Regions from separate parts of the Aedes albopictus genome. Here region 1 is linked to region 2. The links are chromatin contacts, called in public Hi-C maps. All regions are on one chromosome and are shown on one strand. The core of a region is the stretch at or near the end of the contact, and the rest is flanking DNA. Distances in the headings are between cores, read along the strand shown.

Region 1 (4,835 bases), core at 1,342-3,841, 930 kb after region 2:
AATCTTTGGAGCAACTGTAGTCGGTTTGCTGGCGATGGTTGTTCCGGCATTTTGGATCATTTGTACTGAGCTGGCAACGGTGGGAAGCTGCTGCAAGTGGTGCTGGGGCTGGGTCTTTATATGAGTGGTAGTCGGGAGTGTTACTGACCGAACCAGAGATGGTGGGTTGGAGGAAATAGACATTGGAATAGATGAACTTGGTTCCGTTTTGATACTGATGAGCTTCTGAGGCTGAGGAGAAGTGTAGGCCAAGGGAGGAACTGGAGGTGCCGTGTGCTGTATCGGAGTTGATGAAACAATCGGAACAGTTTGTACTGGCACAGTAGATGTTAACATTGGCTCCGTTTTGATCTCTTGTTTGATTTCTTGCTTGATTTCCACAACTTGAGGTGGCTGAATCTGTACCGGTTGCGGTGCCACTGACGGAACTACCGTTTCCTTGATCGTCGTAGCTGGCATAGGTGTTGCCGGTTGACTGTAAACAGTACTAGCAGTAAGTCCGGCAGCGTAATCCGGAGTCGTAGTTGTCACAGTCGATGTCGTCGGAGTCGTAATAATCGGTTTTACATCCTGACTGGCTTGGGCACTTGCCTGTTCAGCTGCCTTCTTCTGCTGTTCCTCGCGTTCCTGTTCCCTTTTCCGCTTCTTGGCTGCAGCATACCCTAGAGGTTGTTCTCCTATTTCCAGCAATTTGACACCACCCTCTTTCCTTCCAGCAGGCATCCGACTCATACTGGGTCGATTAGGTCCCTGCGATGTTGCTGGTGATCTGAATCCCCCGGTGGGGACCCTCGAAGGAATCCCCTTCAGCGGGGTGGTATCAGTCATTTTCCTGGGAATTCCTCGAGATCTCAAAGGCACTGTTGGGGCAGAAATTTTCTTCAGACAGCTCTGGGCGTCCTTTGACTTCTGCTCCAGTTCTTCGCGCAGGTTTTGACTCTTCGGTTTCCTTTTCAGCGTAAAGTGCTTCACCGGAGTCGACTGTTGACCAACCACCGAAACCAGGGCGGATTTGTTGAGATACTGACACTCAAGCGGCAGCAGACCTAGGTCGGCATTTTTAACCACCAGCCGCCGCAGCTCGTTGACCATGTCGGTGAAAATTGGTCGGGTTTCTTCGTAGTCGGAGATTTCTGTGTTGAGGGATCCCGTCGTCGGGAGGGTTTTGATTGTTTCCGCAATCATCGACACCCATAGTTCCGAATCTAGGCCAGCAACTTCAATCACTTCGTCCAATTCGGTTTTCCACTGCAAGTAATACAGAAACATTCGTAAAATTGAAGTTGAACTAGTTTTTTGGATTTTTTTCATCCATAATTACACAAATGAATAATGATGCGAATGATACTCCCGACAGTATTTAAAATCAAATAAACAAATTTGGCAGAAAGTGGGCGAGCAAACAGAAAGATTGCCCTGCCCAGTGAGGTAGATTGAAGTCGCTCGATGTTGCTGGATCGAACATGCAGCAACTTCGAAAAATGCTTATACTAAATCCCAAAGTATAATTGCCGTTTATTATTCAACGGAAATCTGTCAGTTAAAAATTAATGTAATAAAAACCATTGTCGGCCGAATGTTTCGCAAAATAAATTTATCGCTAATGCAAAACATTCGCAATTTTCTGACATTTCCACCCATCCACAAAACATTCCGATTCGTTCCGCAAAAAAAGCCACAACAAACTTTTGCTACGAGACGACCACCGACGAATAATCCTCTCTCCGTCTGCGATGTGTGCGTTACGCAAAATCCATTTTCTCTTTCGCCCGCTCCACACATGCAAACCCACCCAGTGGCGAAATCGAAAACCCCGCGCGCACCACCACTACCAACGCACTTTCGTCGGACCGTTCGTTTCGCTGTCCCGTTTCATCCGCTCGCTCGCCAGCCTGCCGCCACCCCCTTCAACCCTAGCAGAGGGAGACAACCCATTATATTTTTGCTTACCTCTTCGACAATCCTCCGCGGGATGTGGAAAAAACTAAGCAGCAGTTTCAGCTTCACCTGCGTCTGAAGATCCGGAAAACACTCCTTGATGTTCCGCAGCACTTCCTTGTTCAGCTGTGATATGATAGAACCGCTAATCCACGAATCGTTTGATGTACCAAGCTTATTGTGTAGCCACAGTGAAATGTCGCTATCCCGTACGTTCGCCATCTTGAATAAAAACTGACTGCTGCGACACGACAGCGGCAGCGGAGAAAAAATGATCGGCTACAAATGTGTGCGATCATGCAAGGTTGGGTAATGTCAGCTACCCGTCTCTTACGTTCCCACGCAACTGTGGCGGACAAGAACTTGTGGCGTCACTTTGATAATTGCCTCTGTACGCAAAAGGGTGACAAAGATGGACTCACTTTCCCGTGTCGGACCGTTTGTGTGATGCGTCACATCAGGCGAAAACGATTCAGCTTTCGCAGAGACGTAGTCCATCGTTGGGGGCAGAAAACGAACGCAAACGTATAGCGTAACAAGTGATAAAGACCTGAGACATGAAGACCAAAGCACGGAGAACAGACATAAAAGCTAGAACAAACAAACTCTCGAAAGCTGTGTAAGAACTCAAATTTTAATGTTTTTAGCTTTGACTATACTAGCGCCGCCATACAACAAGTTGCCACAATCAGTGGTGAGTAAACCTACCTATATAAATTTTATATTCACCACTGGTAGCGGCATGGGAACATAGCGGTGCCGCCACGAAAATGCCACTTGCGTGATGCCATTTCAAAGTCGATTTCAAATGACCGTTAAGGCCCCTTAGCGTGTCAGCTCAAATTTTGCTCTTCTTATTTGATTCTTATTCCAAACAATCATCAAGCACGATAGTAGTTGTGTAGCCTTTCTATACCAATTCAATAAACAAACAAACAAAAATGGTACCTCTTTGTCTCGGTACCTCCAATGTAAACATTTCGAGAATATGAATCATTTGAAAGCAACTCAAGCAGTAAACTACTCTACTTCAATGAATAACAAAGAAACATTTCCAAATGTCACGAAAAATGTTAGATTTTTTATGTAACAAGCTAGAAATGATCCAATTATTTTGGTACGCTCTCTCACTGTTTATGTTTGCTAAAACAGCAGTGCTGGCGGACCGCTTGGTGAAGATTTCGTAAATTATAATGCTTTGCGTATTTCACTAACAGTTGTGGTAAAAAGTTAAAAAATAATGACCCCACAAATTATTTTTGATTTTATGGCGCATAACCAATGTGTTTGACTGGATTTTTTAATTGGTTTCGATCAATTTCATTGATGCTTTGGCCAGCAGGATCGACATCACTGCGTGCAATGATCGATGATTGTGCGCGCCAAAAGACATCACCGCGCTGCCGCCGTCGTCGCGTCGTTGGTACTGCGGTGGGTGGTAAACACCGCCAAGCACATTTTAGTGCGGTCGAAACAAATCGTTAAAAATTTCTACTTTCGAGTGAACTAATGCTTGGATAACTTGGAAAGAGGCTTGTATTTGAAGTAGCGTGAATACATTTTTATGCCGAATATCTCGCGTGAAATTGATGCAACTTTAGTTATTAAGCTATCAAGAGTGATCGTAAGGGCATTAAGGATAGGAGGACCAGTCAGGAGGAGGAGAATGATGGCCAGTTAATAAATTTGTTAACTATGATCAGTTTGTGTTGGGATTTATTTGTTGTGTGCGCATTCCCTTAAGAGCTTTCCGGGGCTCATCGAGGCTGTGTTATTCCCCTCGATAGTCTTTCACAACAGTGTTCATGAAAAAGACAGTAAAAAAATAATGAACTTTCTCCACAGACAAACAGACATACTACTTAGAAGAAATTTGTTTTAAAAACATCGTCTGGCAGCTCACTAGCACCCTCTATAATGCTCAATCCGAAGCATTCATTTGCAGGCGTTGTTTCGCTCGGCTCGATGTAACAATTTAGCAGGTGACGCCTCCCCCGTGACGTCATCCATTCATAAAACATGAATGAAGATTCATGATTGAGTTATTTTATGTAAATATTGATCGGCGTCGCGTTCATTTCTTTCCAAAATTGAGAGGTGAGGTAGTCCGAACAGTCCGAACCACACTTTGTTTTCAAAATGACCGTTGAATCGTGCGATGATTGCGATTTGAGTAGTATGTATGTTTGTCTGTGCTTTCTCTAAGCGTTATGTTTTCTTGTCTGTGATATGAGAGAATGGCTGTGTGTTCCGAATACCATGAATTGGCTAAAACTGCTAACTGAGCATGTTATTGATACTTTTACTTTATAAGAAGTTTCACAAATCTCTAGGCAACGTTTAACACACAAGTCCTTTTTATCATGCACCAATGTATGCGGGTCAACACACGATATTAGGACCAATGCTATTTTTAATCATTTTGTTAAGAATGGTTTAAATATTTAAAGAAACATTGCCAATTTCTTTGACAGAGCTGTTTTATGTGAGAAACATCCTTAAGGCCACGATGGTATGGCATGCTAAGATACTACAATAAATTACAAGACGACATACACTTTAAAGAATCCCTAGATGACCACAACAGAAAATATCAATCTGGAATCAAATAATTAAAACACGTGTGTTTCTTATGGGGCAGGTGGATCACGACCCATTGTTTGCGAAAGGCGGGCCTACAATAATTTGCGTTGCGTTGCGTTGCGTTGCGTGGTAACGGAGTAATTCGTAGATTGCATACTGAAAGTTGTCATGTTTTAACCTTAATACTCCTATTCTAATTGCTTATGGAATGCTATTTGGAAGGAACAGCTATCCAATCAGAGGTTGAAGTAAAAAAGACATGAGAACTTCCATTGCCGGCCACGCCCATCTTCTCCGTTACGAGGATAGGAAAG
Region 2 (4,588 bases), core at 1,514-4,013:
GCCAACACATTGACCAACACGACCACCCACCAGTACGATATCAAGTCATCTCGATCCAGTTCGGAAAGTCTTACTCTACACGCCAGACCAGTGGCCACCCAAACGACTGGATCAATAATGAAGACCAAACCAATTTTCGAGTCCATCCCGAAAGACGAACCCGCGTCGGTTCAGGCCACAGGATGTAACTGTCCCTGCAATTGTCCCTGTCGGCATCGACATCCTTCGAAACCCCCATCAATGGGCAATCCAGTTGTAAGTGCCCCATCATTACAGCATACGGAAATGATTGATGACACGCAACCCAGGCTGGACAAACAACAGCAAACGAAGCCCAGCTCGATCGCCTACGTCATTACTTTCCAGGGCGATAAAGGGGGGAAGGGTTCGAAAGGACGGAAACAAGTCTCCGAAAAGGACCAAGTTTACAACCGTTCATCGAACACTTCCAGTGACACCAGCTCCAGAACAAACCAAAGTGACGCATCCGATCTTCTTCCTCCTAAGGAACAACTTCAGCGAAATCGGCCGGGTACGTTGCTGCGGCTGAAGGAACGCCAAAAGTGCGTAAACGAGTTGAACAAACTGCGATCGGAGCGCAACAAGCAACGGAAGAAACTGCTGCTCCTGACGTCGGACGATTCGTTGAAGAAATCCGATGCCAAGGATCGGCTGCCGCCACCTCCGTTAGGTAAGTTTGGTTTTAAAAGGTTGACCTAAGTCACCCCGTTTAAATTACATGTTTATTCCGAATTCGCCCTTTCCCAGCTCAACGGCGCATATTCTCATCGAAAGCTATACGGGAAAACACTCGGCGCCAGGTGCGGAATCTACCGGAAGTGCTGCGGAAAAAGGAAATCGAAAAATCCAACAATCTCAAGCGTAAGAATCTGATCCTGCGAGACAACTTTAACCGGGTAGGTTGAGCAATAGATTCCTTAAACATGCAAGGAATAGAGTCTAACAAAATATTTCACTTTCTTTTAGAAGCTGCAACAAAAAGTGCTCCATGGTCAGGTGGATTTGTCCAACAGCGTTCGTGTAATGCAGTAGTGAAGAACTGGCGCGTGGCGGTCGTTGGCGTTTTAGTTTCATTTCAGTGCCTAAGTACAAACAGAAATCTGTGTTCGTTGAAAATGTGTCTTATTAAAAATGTTATTGTATTTTGAGCACGTTGGTTCACCGGTTTCTCTTCTATGGAACACGAAAGAAACAAAAATGAGCTATTTATACAATGAGTTGCAAAAAGATGATTTTTTTTAGAATGTGTCGTACATTTATCCAACGGTTCTTGCCGAGTTGGATAAATGAGTGCTGAAAAATTAAAGTTATGCAATAAGTTGCATACAATTATTTTTTGCATTATATTAGTCGTTTGGGTTATTATTAACCCCAATACCCCCACTAGGATTTCTTGAGATACGTTATCGATTTGGCGGCATGAAGTCCTCTTTCAAAATTGTGGCTCTGATATGGTTCACTAATGTTTGAGTCTTTAGTTTTAAGCTATTGTATTATTTTTTAAAAAAATAAAGATTTCAATCAAAGGAAGAAGAAAATCATTCAAAGGGGGTTTTCCCCTCTATCAAAATTTTGAGTAAAAAAAATTATAATACACACTATTTTTAATTCGCTGGAAACCAGCAAAAATTTGCTGGTTTTTGACATGCTGTTAATTCAGCATTCCATCCAGCAAAATATTTTTTGCTGGATCTTCAGTATCGTGTATTGACAGCTTATTTTGCTGGTTGACCAGCAATGGATCAGTAAAATAACTAAAACGGCCGCTATGAAATGAACAGATAGCGCCACCGTAGCCTTGTGTGTTTGACGTAACTCGACTGCTGTCACTGTGTTACCGTCCATATACGGTGGCGCTTTTGTTTTGATGCGGTGAGTAGCGAAAAAGTCGGCTTCAATGATCCATTTTGTCCGTGCTCGACTCCAGCTGGATTTTTTTGTTTTTTTTTTTCAAATGTTTACAAATTTTCCAGTTTTATAAATAAATGGTATCTTTGATAATTTACAGTTAGCAAACAATGCTCAAAGGCTTGGAATATCCATAAAAGATGCGGTGCCTTACATTTTGTGCTGCAAAGGGCTTTTTGTTGGAATTGCTATGAATTCTTGGCGATTTACTAAATGTTGAGAAGATGAGTGCGCAACATAGTTCCCGGGGAAACTGCAAGTGTTTGACACATGATTTGCTGTTTATCAGCAATGGATCAGTAAAATAACTAAAACGGCCGCTATGAAATGAACAGATAGCGCCATCGTAGCCTTGTGTGTTTGACGTAACTCGACTGCTGTCACTGTGTTACCGTCCATATACGGTGGCGCTTTTGTTTTGATGCGGTGAGTAGCGAAAAAGTCGGCTTCAATGATCCATTGCAATCATTGCTGATTCATCAGTTACCATTACTGATGTTTCAGTGAAATAAAATTTGCTGGTTGCATCTCAGCAATTCATATTGCTGGATGAGAAATCGAAAATTTGGTGTGTACCAATAATATTTTTTTATTGATACAACTTATTTCAGTTCTATAAAAAAAAATTGATACTAAAATAAAAATATTGATCACCCTAACATTCAACATGTTTTGGCTACCCTCCAAAAGATGTCGCGTCCTGGTCGCACTCAAACTCACCACTGATTCGCGACAACCCGCGCCAGTTTTTCCGATCTGTGACAGCTATTTCGCCAGTGCAGTGGTGAATTTTCCGCGGATTTCGCCCACTTTTCATTCATCGCTTTGACTTTTTGTCACTGTGCGCGTACGTACGAGGAAAATCTCTGCCGAGCGAGAGCTGAAGCTGTTCACTACTCTGGTGCCAGAAGAGGTCACAAAGTTTTTTCTCGTCCACCCGTCAGCACTTGTGTGTCGTCGCTCATCCCGAGTCGAGTGTGTCCGGGTTTTTCGGTGTCACGCGGCAGTTCAGCAGCACCACATCCATCCATCGTCCACCGTGCTAGAAGCGGATTGGAGGAACAAGTCGCGGAACATCAGCAGGCAATAGACCAGTTTGTGAGAGGTAGCAGCCAGCAGGAGACGATAGAAAAAAAAATGTCCGTCAATCGTACCATTTCGGCCCACCAGGCCGCCAAGGAACATGTATTGGCCGTGTCCAGAGACTTCATCTCGCAGCCACGACTGAGTAAGTACCGAGGGAACTCGTTTTGATCCGGTAAAAGTGCGTTTTTCTGCGGGGAGATTTGGCCCCGAAAAAATGGTGTAAAATTTGCGTAGCTTGGAAGTGTCATGTGATAACCTTCGGGGGGAAGATCTTTGATTTCGAGTTAGTAGTCCTGAAGGTTTTGTAAGTTTTCTCGATTGCATTTTGGTATTAAGGTGTTAAATAATCCTGTAATCCGTAAAATACCAGAAAAAGAAATGAAATTATCGATTAGTTGCCGATAAGTTGATAATCCGGAGTTACAAATGAATGCAAAAAAACATCATTGCCTGCGATCAAATTTGCTAAAGCTAATGCATTTTGTTTCCACCAGAATCAATTCCAACTTTTCCAGTAGCTGAAATTCCGTAAAAATAATGGATTTTATTAAAATTTCCGTCATTAACAAACAGAAAATCCGAAGGAAAATTCTGTTTTGATGTCACATGACTGTCAAAACACCTGACTCTCGCTCGCCTGCCACAAAGTGGTGTTCATTGAGTGGTCGCTCTGTCTCTCGCCCTCACAAACACCATCCCGCGGTGCGCAGATTTCCTCTGGCAGGGAGCAAGAGTGTGCGTTGTGCATCACAAATTGCTGTTGCTGTTTCGTTCTGGCGATCGATTGTTTTCATGACTCGGGCTCATACTCTCCCTGTCTCACGCAACTCGCCGTTCCGTTTTACACACGATACCGTACGGCACACGAGCGTTGGACGTAGAGTTGTAGTAGTGTGGTAGTAGTGGCGAAGTGGATTTGCAATCGCCATCACTATCTGATATGAATGGGTGAGTGCTGATGAATGGATTTCTCTCGGCAACCAGCTGAACAATTTGCAGTGTATTTTTTGATGAATGACCTACTGCAGATCATTAATAAATTCATACTTCGTTGCGTTTCATTTAACAATCATTAATGACTGTTGTTAAAGTTAAAGTATTGAATTGAAAGAACCGACTGGCTTTGCTTTGCATTTTGAAGCAAGTTTGAAGTCAATATGAGTCGTCAGATAAGATAGCGTTTATCAATTTTGTTTGGCCAGCAGAATGGAGACGACAGAGCATCACATGCTTCCTCAGTTATGTAAAATTAATTAACTGTTAGATATTTTCATGACTTAAGGACTTAATCGCGATCATAGTATTTTTAGTAGTTAATTTACATTCAGTAACGTAAATTTTATAATCTTCAAATAAATATGTTAATTTATGTTCAATTTTATACGTTATTAGCGACTGCAATGTTCTTTTTAATTATTTTATTTTATGCTTAAGGTGGTCATGGGGTCAAGTCTCCAATGCAAGGGGAATAATTAGGGTTCGGGACCACTTCAGCAGGGGCTACTTCACTTATAGCTCAGTCGATTGCATACTAATTGGCGTGGATTTTTTCACTAGGGTAAACAATGAACAT

What was found. A called contact is a pair of places that touch in the nucleus more often than the background predicts.
Region 1: a Hi-C map of whole body shows a contact between it and region 2, with 6 times the contacts expected there. The contact joins the promoter of LOC109432139 here to the promoter of LOC109430213 in region 2. A contact is called at or near these places in 2 of 3 Hi-C or Micro-C datasets (embryo and whole body).

The regions. Positions count from the first base shown.
Region 1 is chr1:226,782,329-226,787,163 of AalbF5, forward strand. It overlaps LOC109432139 (negative elongation factor A), which reads right to left and starts at 2,592. Exons shown (of 5, transcript XM_019708442.3): 1 at 1,951-2,592; 2 at 1-1,248. The coding sequence starts at 2,160.
Region 2 is chr1:225,854,773-225,859,360 of AalbF5, forward strand. It overlaps LOC109430213 (V-type proton ATPase subunit B), which reads left to right and starts at 2,764. Exons shown (of 3, transcript XM_019706260.3): 1 at 2,764-3,157. The coding sequence starts at 3,067. It overlaps LOC109430212 (centrosome-associated protein Alms1a), which reads left to right. Exons shown (of 6, transcript XM_019706259.3): 4 at 1-691; 5 at 769-917; 6 at 988-1,182. The coding sequence ends at 1,053.